2 separate regions of the Mus musculus genome follow, and region 2 is linked to region 1. The links are chromatin contacts, called in public promoter capture Hi-C maps. All regions are on one chromosome and are shown on one strand. The core of a region is the stretch at or near the end of the contact, and the rest is flanking DNA. Distances in the headings are between cores, read along the strand shown. Region 1 overlaps Opa1 (OPA1, mitochondrial dynamin like GTPase). Region 2 holds the start of Gp5 (glycoprotein 5 (platelet)).

The links. Promoter capture Hi-C pulls out the DNA fragments that hold promoters and counts their contacts.
Region 2: a contact with region 1 is called in a promoter capture Hi-C map of cranial neural crest. The contact joins the promoter of Gp5 here to the enhancer-like site in region 1. A contact is called at or near these places in 20 of 39 promoter capture datasets (the 3T3-L1 cell line, 3T3-L1-derived adipocytes, the C10 cell line and 12 more), 1 of 15 datasets of contacts at CTCF or cohesin (large pre-B cells), 30 of 484 Hi-C or Micro-C datasets (the HPC-7 cell line, LSK cells, adipose-derived mesenchymal stem cells and 19 more), 7 of 115 datasets of contacts at active chromatin or transcription factors (astrocytes, craniofacial prominence, embryonic basal ganglia and 4 more) and 3 of 9 other capture datasets (adipose tissue, embryonic stem cells and liver).

Annotation. Positions count from the first base shown.
Region 1 is chr16:29,622,368-29,626,940 of GRCm38.p6, reverse strand. It overlaps Opa1 (OPA1, mitochondrial dynamin like GTPase), which reads right to left. Exons shown (of 29, transcript NM_133752.3): 24 at 1,337-1,477. Among named protein-coding and RNA genes, the nearest start is that of Opa1, 45 kb to the right of the region's middle. Within about 2 kb of position 2,705, at least 2 of the 459 cell types and tissues checked have an H3K27ac peak or open chromatin away from gene starts, as enhancers often do.
Region 2 is chr16:30,308,804-30,313,376 of GRCm38.p6, reverse strand. Gp5 (glycoprotein 5 (platelet)) reads left to right here and starts at 2,596. Exons shown (of 2, transcript NM_008148.4): 1 at 2,596-2,622; 2 at 3,521-4,573. The coding sequence starts at 3,523. Atp13a3 (ATPase type 13A3) reads left to right here. Exons shown (of 34, transcript NM_001128096.1): 34 at 1-954.

The DNA of each region.
Region 1 (4,573 bases), core at 1,456-3,955:
ATGCGTGCTGGGCCTGCAGAGGCTGTCAGATACTCTGGAACTGGAGTTACGGATCATAGTTAGATGATTCCAGGAACCAGACCCAGGTCTTCTGTGAGAACAAGTGTTCTTAACTGCTGAGCCGCCTCTCCAGCCCTTAAGTTAACCTTTAAAAATTTTCAGTCCACTATATTTGCTGTTGCTGGGTGGCAGTGGTGCACACACTCAGGAGGCAGAGGCAAATGGTTTTTATGAGTTTGATGCCAGCTTGGTCTACAGAGTGAGTTCCAGGGCACCTAGGGGTATTTAGCCAGGGGTACAAAAAACAAAACAAAGCAAAACAAAAAACAAACAAACAAACAAAAAAAAAACCAGCCCAAAATCCAAAAAAACTCTGCAAATAAGCATTATGAAGCTAAGAAAAAGGCTGGCCTAACACGCAGAATTTGTTCTCATAGTTCTCATCAGGAATGAGGAAAGTGAGATAGGATCCAATTCAATAAAACATTAAAATGCATGTTTCCCCCTAAATCTACTTGTACCTAATTGAGCTACATTGATTGCAAACATTGTAATTACCTATGTTGCTGGGAATGGTGGCATGCCCCTTTAATCTTGGCACAGAACTTAGGTGACTCTGAGTTTGTGGCCAGCTTGGCCTACGTAGTGAGTTCTAGGACATCCAAGGCTATATAGTGAGACCTTATCTAAAACAAACAAACAAACAAACAAACAACTCCCCCATTCCCCCAGCACACATAAATATCAGTCTATGTGAACAGGCCATATATAGATAAAAGTGAATTGCTGTCCTCTAAAACTGTAAAACGGAGCTGAGGCAAGGTCTGGATGCCTTTCATCCCTTCTGTAGGAACCCTAATTTCTAAATCTGGATTTATGGAGTCCCCCTGTAAAAAGCAAATGGAAGCTAAGCTTGCTCTTCTTCATAGACTTGAAATGACTATCATTAAGGCAGTAAATGTGCACGTTGAACACAGTAGAACTCAGCACTCAGATCTCTCTGTAACCCATCAGAGGCAGGACTACTGCATTGCAAGGCGCACAGATTCAGAAAGCTGACCTCCATCCCCTTTCCTTCTCTGAGGAAGAGCTTGTCTAGAGTCCTATCCAGTGTCACTTTGTAGCAGAGGATGACCTTTCAGCTCCTGCCTCCAGATCCCAAGGGTTGCACCTGTCACCACATCACCTTGTCCATGGTACTTCTTGCTTTTTGTTTTGGTACTTTTGGAAAAAAATTTTTTTGAGTTGAGGTTTGAACCCAGGGTTTTGTGGTTGCTAGACAAGCAATCTACCTCTAAGCCAAATCACCAACTCTTTGATAGTATTTCTTTCTTACCAAGCTTGGATCGACTTCCACTCCTCGAGACTCCAGGTTCTTCCGGACTGTGGTAATCTCATCACTTGCCAGGTAAGCTGGGTGCTCATCATTAACCTTCAGCATCTTCTCCAACTCGTTCTTGGTTTCGTTGTGAACACACTTTAACAAGTTAAAAGAAGGTGGGTGAGACAGCTCAAACTTCGCACTTGTGAAAAGAGGCCCGGTTTAATAAATGTATTACTACTGCATTACTACTGTTAATTACAGTAAGATATAAACTAGGAGGCTTAGGAGCATAGCCACTGGTTCTTATGAATGCTTAGCCCTAGAATCTTACTTGTGGCACAGTGTTTTATTGATGAAATCAAAGCACTAGGCTCCTTAGGACAGACTTTTATTCTTGACTGTAGAGTATACTTTTTGTGTAAGAAAAGGTGTCTATGTGTGCCCATGTGGGAAAACGCAATATTCTATAAATGCCTGTAAGGACTTAGACTTTGTGAAGTGTTTCTGTTGTAACCAATGAAATATCAAGTGAGTAGTTTGATGCTATTTGAAAGAAGCTCTCCCACTAAAGAAATCATACTTCAAACTATTCCTGAAGTACTCCACTTCAGCCTCTTCTTTGCAATGTATTCATCTCAGCAAGGAAGAAAACATACACTCGAGTTTCAAAATAAGACTCTTACTTTGGCCAACTCAGTTTATCTCATTATTTTTCAATCTTTTATTCTGACATGGATGATAAAAGACATGAGCTTCTTATCACTACTTAACATCAATAATCTGTAAGAGAACTCGCCTGGAATTGTATTTTGCAACTGACCAGCTGTGATAGAAAGTTAAGTTTCCCAGGCCATTCACACAGCTCTATTCTGTGCAGTATGCGTGGGAAGCAGGGCCCAAGATTTCACACCTACATTGCTATCATCACTGACCCAATGCTAAAACAACAACTCTTTCAAAGAAAACTTCTTTTTCATTTACCCTGGCTATCTGTTCCATCAAGACAGTGAGAATGTTTCACACAGTGGGATTTTCCTACAAAACTAAAGAAAGGTTACATAAAGGCATAAAATAGCATGGAAAACAAACAAAAACCCAACACACATTTATTTTTATATTGTGTGTGTGTGTTTGCCATCTGAGTGTGGGTGCCCACAGGCCAGAAGGCAACACAGAATTTCTGGAACATGGGTTCTGGGATCTAAACTCCAGAAGAGTGGAAAGGTCTCCTAACCACTGAGATATTATCTCCCAGTCCTGTGGGCTTCTCATCTTTAACAAAGGAAAATCTTTTCTTGCTAAGTCTTGCCATTCACGATGGCAGAGGAACTGCACACAGCTATCTAAACTGACCTGGGCTCCCTTCCAGCTCTTCTGAAGTATGCTTCCCACTGGCTCTCCTAGGTAAGAGGGACACAGGAGCACTCTTCAGTTGGGAGTGGAAGGATAGAAAGATTAGGGAAAGAGAACTGGATTTAGTCAAGGTTTAAAGGAAAAAGCAAAACTGATACACAAACCCTTCCCAGGTGATTCTGGTGTCCTTTCTCCTATATCTAAACCGTCAGCCTGAATCTTTCATACGCTGTCCCAAACCCAGGATAGAGGTAGGGTGAAGGCTTATCTAGGAAGGGCTTCCAGATTCCTCTTCTAGGTGCACAGATCCTTTGCAATGGCCTTGAAATAAATTTATTGCTTCTACAGGATTCTGGAGAAATCCACCTATGACCAGAGTTGTCGTATCTCTCTCTGTTTGCTTAGAAGTCTATGTACCAGAAGTTACTAGGTTGTTCAGGAGGCTCCCTGCCCAATGCTGATGGTATCTGCCATACACCAGGTATTTCTTTTTTCTTTTTTTTAAATTTTTTTTTCAAATTTATTTATTTAATGGATGAGTGCTCTGTTGCATATATATCCGCCTGCCTGAAGAGGGAGGGAATCATATCTCCCTAGAGATGGTTGTGAGCCACCATGTGGTTGCTGGGAATTGAACTTATGACCTCTGGAAGAGCAGCCAGTGCTCTTAACCACTGAGCCATCTCACCAGCCCCCACACCAGGTGTTTCTAATCAGTGTTTCTCCCTGTCTCCAGCCAGACTGGCATGACTGAGAGCCCTGCAAGCTCTTTTAGACAGACCTTTCTCAGCCCACCTGTACAGCAGTGAGAACAGACACCTGCTGACTAAGGGTCAAGTCACTTACTATAGGGAGCCAGTGAAACAAGAAGTGGGGACACTGGAAAAGCAGGGCTTCAATCATAGATTTCATTAATTTTATTTAAAATGTAAATAAAAACAAAGAAAAAAGGGTATGCTCTTTGGGAGTATTGGTTTCTCTTGTCCTCTTAATTTTTCCACATTTTAGCATCTTTTTTGCTAATTAAGAAGGTTCAGTGAACATAGGAAAAAACAGCAAGTAGACGGGATACCACCTCTTATTACGTTTATTTACTCATTTATATATATTGATTCTATATTCTATTTATGCACTTCCCTTTAAGAGCTGAACATCTTTAATCCCAGCTCTCAGAAGGCAGAGGCAGGCTGATCTCTAGGAGGCCAGCTTGGTCTACAGAACTAGTTCTAGGACAGCCAGGACTACACAGGGAAACCCAGTCTCAAACAAACAAACAAACAAACAAATAAACAGTCTGTAGAATGACACACATTTTTCTCCAGTTTCCCAATTTTTAAAGTTGTTTATAACTAGCTTTGCCACTTTGTTCTTCTGAAGTGCTCACTCAAAATTTACTGAAGGATAAGTTCTATCATACTTACTGTCTGAATTTTCATATTTAGTTTGTATGCACATTAACAAAAATTACTACAAAAATGTAAAATAGTTTAAATGTGCATGCAACAGAAAAATCCACAGAAAATATTAGAAAAAATTTGTATTCTTCCTAACCACAACTGTCACATATCCTTTGACTCTGTTTAATGTTTTTGTTTACAACTGCTCTTCATTTCAAAGGGTTTTATTTATTCTACCTTGTGTATACGTGTTTTGTTTGCATGTACATAATATGTGCACCATGTGAATGTCTGGTGTCCTCAGAGGCCAGAAGAGGAAGTCGGTTTCCTTGAACTAGCGTTACAGGTTGGGTGTGAGTTGGGTGTGAGCTGTGTCTTGGGTGCTGGGCACTGACTTACCCATGTTGTCCATAAGACAGCAAGTGCTTTAACTACTGAGTCACCTCTCTAGCCTAACTAGTCTACTGAGTCACCTCTCTAGCCTAACTAGTCTACTGAG
Region 2 (4,573 bases), core at 1,347-3,846, 690 kb before region 1:
TCTGAATTTTACATTAAATTATTTGAATATATACAGACCTAAATTTTAAAATCTGTACATATATTATTTTGATGTATTAAGATTGATAATATTGCTGATTTAAATTTTATTTATGCACATACTTAAAGGACAGAAATGTCTGGTAAAGTAATTGTTAAATAATGATATGTAGCTTTTTAACTTTTTAAATAAATAAGATTTTTTAATGTGGGTCTCCCTCAGGGTTGTTTAAAGTTGTTTGTTTTCCTCCCTTACATATAAATAAATAATGGTAACCGGTTTCTATCTTGTAGCACCAACTGCTGTAAGGGAATGCTGCAGACAGTGCTTGGGCGAGTGTGGCGCCAACAAGCCTGAGATTCAAACGCTTTCCATTTAAGCAAACCTCTTCTTGTTTTTATACTTCATTTTGTTTCCCATGTTGATGAAAGTACTGCACAGTTTCAAAGGCATGGTAAATAATGTGTTTCTTTCATATATATTTTTTTCCAAAAGCAGCAAAAATTCATATCCAGTGAAGATCAACTTCAAGCTTTAGAGAACATCTAATATCTCATGCATGCAGTTTTGTTGTATCAATTAAAAGGGTTTTGTATATTTATGGTGGGAGGCTACTGGGAACTTTTAACAAAATAGGGAATTAACTTTTGTACAGTCTGGGCATTTACATGTATTTTTAATGTATTACAATTTGGTAATTATGTGCACATGAAATTAATAAAAGTTACTTCCTGTTATAATTTGTGAATTCCCTGAGACCGTGGATTTTTTTTAAGTAACTTTATATATCAGAAATGACACATCTTTATATTTTTAAAATTGTATTGCTGCTCAAGAATGGTACCCTTTTGTCAAAAAGGTAGATATTCATAATTGTACATTCAGCATTGTAAATACCATATGAAATCCTTTTTGATTAAAGCTATTCAAAATAAAAAATTTTAATGAATTAAATATGTCAATATTTTTTCCTGGATCCTTACACACTTGTTTGATTATGTGGCTACAGCTAGCTCTCTCAGAAACAGTTTCACTGTAGATGGGGTTTCGTTGTTTTTGCCTGGGAGGCTGGTTGAGAGGAAGGCAGCTTGGCTATTTAGTTTGATGGACTGGTTGGGGGAAGAGCTGGCTGGCTGGTGCACACTGCAAGCAGAATGGCAGTTGGGGACTCTGGGGTTGCTGCTTGGTGAAAACCAGAGCCAGCCAGACTTTTTGAAGTAAGGTCCAGGGATCCCTCTGCCTACTGTGCTTAGCTCCCCTTGTGAAGTTCCAGGGATTGAATGAGTCTTCATGCTTACAAGGCAAGCATTTTGCTTATCTAGCTATCTCCCCAGGCTCTGGATCTTGTTCTTAAAGTGGGTGAAAAGTGGAAAATAGTGATAGAAGCATATTTAACGTAACTCTGCCTCTTAGGTACATACAAAGAGATCTGTACCCCTGGATCTGAATGCTAAGGGAAACAGCGTGAGAGCATTTAAAGGAATTGGTGGGTATTCCCCCTTGGAGGGATCTACTTGATAATCTGTGACTTGACAACCAATAGATAATAGCACTTATAAAGAATGTCTATGTTATAGTTACATATAGGAAAAATGAGCACAGCTGGACATTGTGATGCATTCTTTGTGATTCCCAAACTCTAGGACACTAAGGCCAGAAGATTGTAAATTTGAAGCTAGCATGAGCTACATATACATAGCCAAGTTGTTGAGAGAAAAATAGACATAAAAGGGGAACTCGAGTTTCTCAGAAGCTGAAGAACAGGTGGCCCTTCACTGTAAAGAAAGACATCAAGTTTGTCATTATACAGAAATGCAACGTTATAAAGCATATTGAGACCATAGGTTGGTAGATTGGTATGCCATTTTGCTCTTTGGGCTGAGCCTAAGCCTAAGGAATAGGCATCATGGAAACAATCTGAATGACCAGGATTGAAGTCCAGGTCAGAGACGTGAAGACCAGGAGTTCTTACACACAGTGTGGCACTGTGGCAATACAACCACGGTGGTAGGCAGTTTGACATTAAGTTAAACTGAACACGAACCCTTGAGCAATGCTATTACTGAACATGTTTGACAATGGCTAGACCAACCATTGGGGGCGGGCATTTGAGAATTCATTGGCCTTATTTAAGAAATAAAATGTTGAGCAAAAGAGATGGCTCATCAGGTAAAGATACCTCCCAAGACATGGTGTGAGTCCTTGGGAACCTACGTGGAGGAAGGTGAGAACCAATTGCCTAAAGTTTTCTGACACCCACAAGTGAGGCACTGCCACATGCACCCACATACTCCTGCACAGGAATGAGTTAGTGCAATGTAGCATGGAAAAAAACCAAAAGTGTGGCCCATGTAATGACAGCCTGCTATTTCTGGGAAAACTTAGGCCCTCTACTCTCTAGCTTTTACAAAAGGACTTTTAACTATGGACTCTGAAAGTTTGAAAGCTCTTGTCATTAAAACCTAGAATATGCCCTATGGAGATAGTCTTTTTCTTGACTTTTTATCTGGTAAGGTCTTTATCTTGAGGATGCAAGAATACTTCCCTCTTCCTCTCTGAAGTGCCAAGTCACAAGCAGAGCTGCAAGCCTTTCAGTCAGTCCAGGGTGCAGAACTGCTTCAGGTAAGGCCAAATATTCTTAAATTAGTGTATGCAGTTAGAGGCTCAGTCTGTATAGGGGCAGAAGGAGACCTGGTACAAGAAACAGTACAAATTTTTACTTGGGAAACAGAGTAAACTAGTATTACTGTGTGCTTCCTGGGTAACTCAATGCCCAGAGTAGTTTTATTAAGCAGCTTGGTGTATAAGCAAACAGTAGCTCATTATTTAAATGTGTGAGTCAGAAAAACATCTTCAAATGCTACTTATGTGACACTTAAATTAACCTCATGTACACTGGAGCGACCAGCCTACTGCACTCGTGTTACTGTAACAGTGCAAAGTTCAGAAAAGCATGGCATAAAGCAATGGGCATTATCACCTGCACCACTGGGCTCCGGGCCGGGAGTTACAAAACGGTGTAATGAGTTGTGGGGTGTTGGTACTTTGAAAATATGTAAGAAATTGAATCTAGTGGAAGTGGGCCTTGCTGCGGTTCTCTTGCTGACTGTTGGGGATAAAGCTCCCTGCTTAACTTGTTAAAGTCAGTGACACAGCCAGTCCCAGGAGGCGTTGCTTTCTATTCTCTGAAAAAGACCGTAGCAATTTTAATTCGTTCTGTAACGATTTTAAGGTATTCTGTAGCTTGAAAATGCCCAAATGTCAATGCTCTAAACAGAACCGGGGAGATGGCTGACTGGATAAAAATGGGAACCTGTAAGACTGATCTACTCTCCAATACCCACATATGCTGAATAGAAAAGTAATTTTTTTTTAATCAGCCTTTGTAAGATAGAGGAAGACTTGGTTGTATCTGAGCGTTCCAAGGCCGTGAGAGTGCTGGCCCAAAAACTGTGCTTGCAGCAGTGCGTGCAGGGCTCCAGGATATGCTCTGAGCCTTGTTTTTGCTCTTGCATTTCAGACATGCTAAGAAGCGCCCTGCTGTCCGCGGTGCTCGCACTCTTGCGTGCCCAACCTTTTCCCTGCCCCAAAACCTGCAAGTGTGTGGTCCGCGATGCCGCGCAGTGCTCGGGCGGCAGCGTGGCTCACATCGCTGAGCTAGGTCTGCCTACGAACCTCACACACATCCTGCTCTTCCGAATGGACCAGGGCATATTGCGGAACCACAGCTTCAGCGGCATGACAGTCCTTCAGCGCCTGATGCTCTCAGATAGCCACATTTCCGCCATCGACCCCGGCACCTTCAATGACCTGGTAAAACTGAAAACCCTCAGGTTGACGCGCAACAAAATCTCTCGTCTTCCACGTGCGATCCTGGATAAGATGGTACTCTTGGAACAGCTGTTCTTGGACCACAATGCACTAAGGGACCTTGATCAAAACCTGTTTCAGCAACTGCGTAACCTTCAGGAGCTCGGTTTGAACCAGAATCAGCTCTCTTTTCTTCCTGCTAACCTTTTCTCGAGCCTGAGAGAACTGAAGTTGTTGGATTTATCGCGAAACAACCTGACCCACCTGCCCAAGGGACTGCTTGGGGCTCAAGTTAAGCTTGAGAAACTGCTGCTCTATTCAAACCAGCTCACGTCTGTGGATTCGGGGCTGCTGAGCAACCTGGGCGCCCTGACTGAGCTGCGGCTGGAGCGGAATCACCTCCGCTCCGTAGCCCCGGGTGCCTTCGACCGCCTCGGAAACCTGAGCTCCTTGACTCTATCCGGAAACCTCCTGGAGTCTCTGCCGCCCGCGCTCTTCCTTCACGTGAGCAGCGTGTCTCGGCTGACTCTGTTCGAGAACCCCCTGGAGGAGCTCCCGGACGTGTTGTTCGGGGAGATGGCCGGCCTGCGGGAGCTGTGGCTGAACGGCACCCACCTGAGCACGCTGCCCGCCGCTGCCTTCCGCAACCTGAGCGGCTTGCAGACGCTGGGGCTGACGCGGAACCCGCGCCTGAGCGCGCTCCCGCGCGGCGTGTTCCAGGGCCTACGGGAGCTGCGCGTGCTCGCGCTGCACACCAACGCCC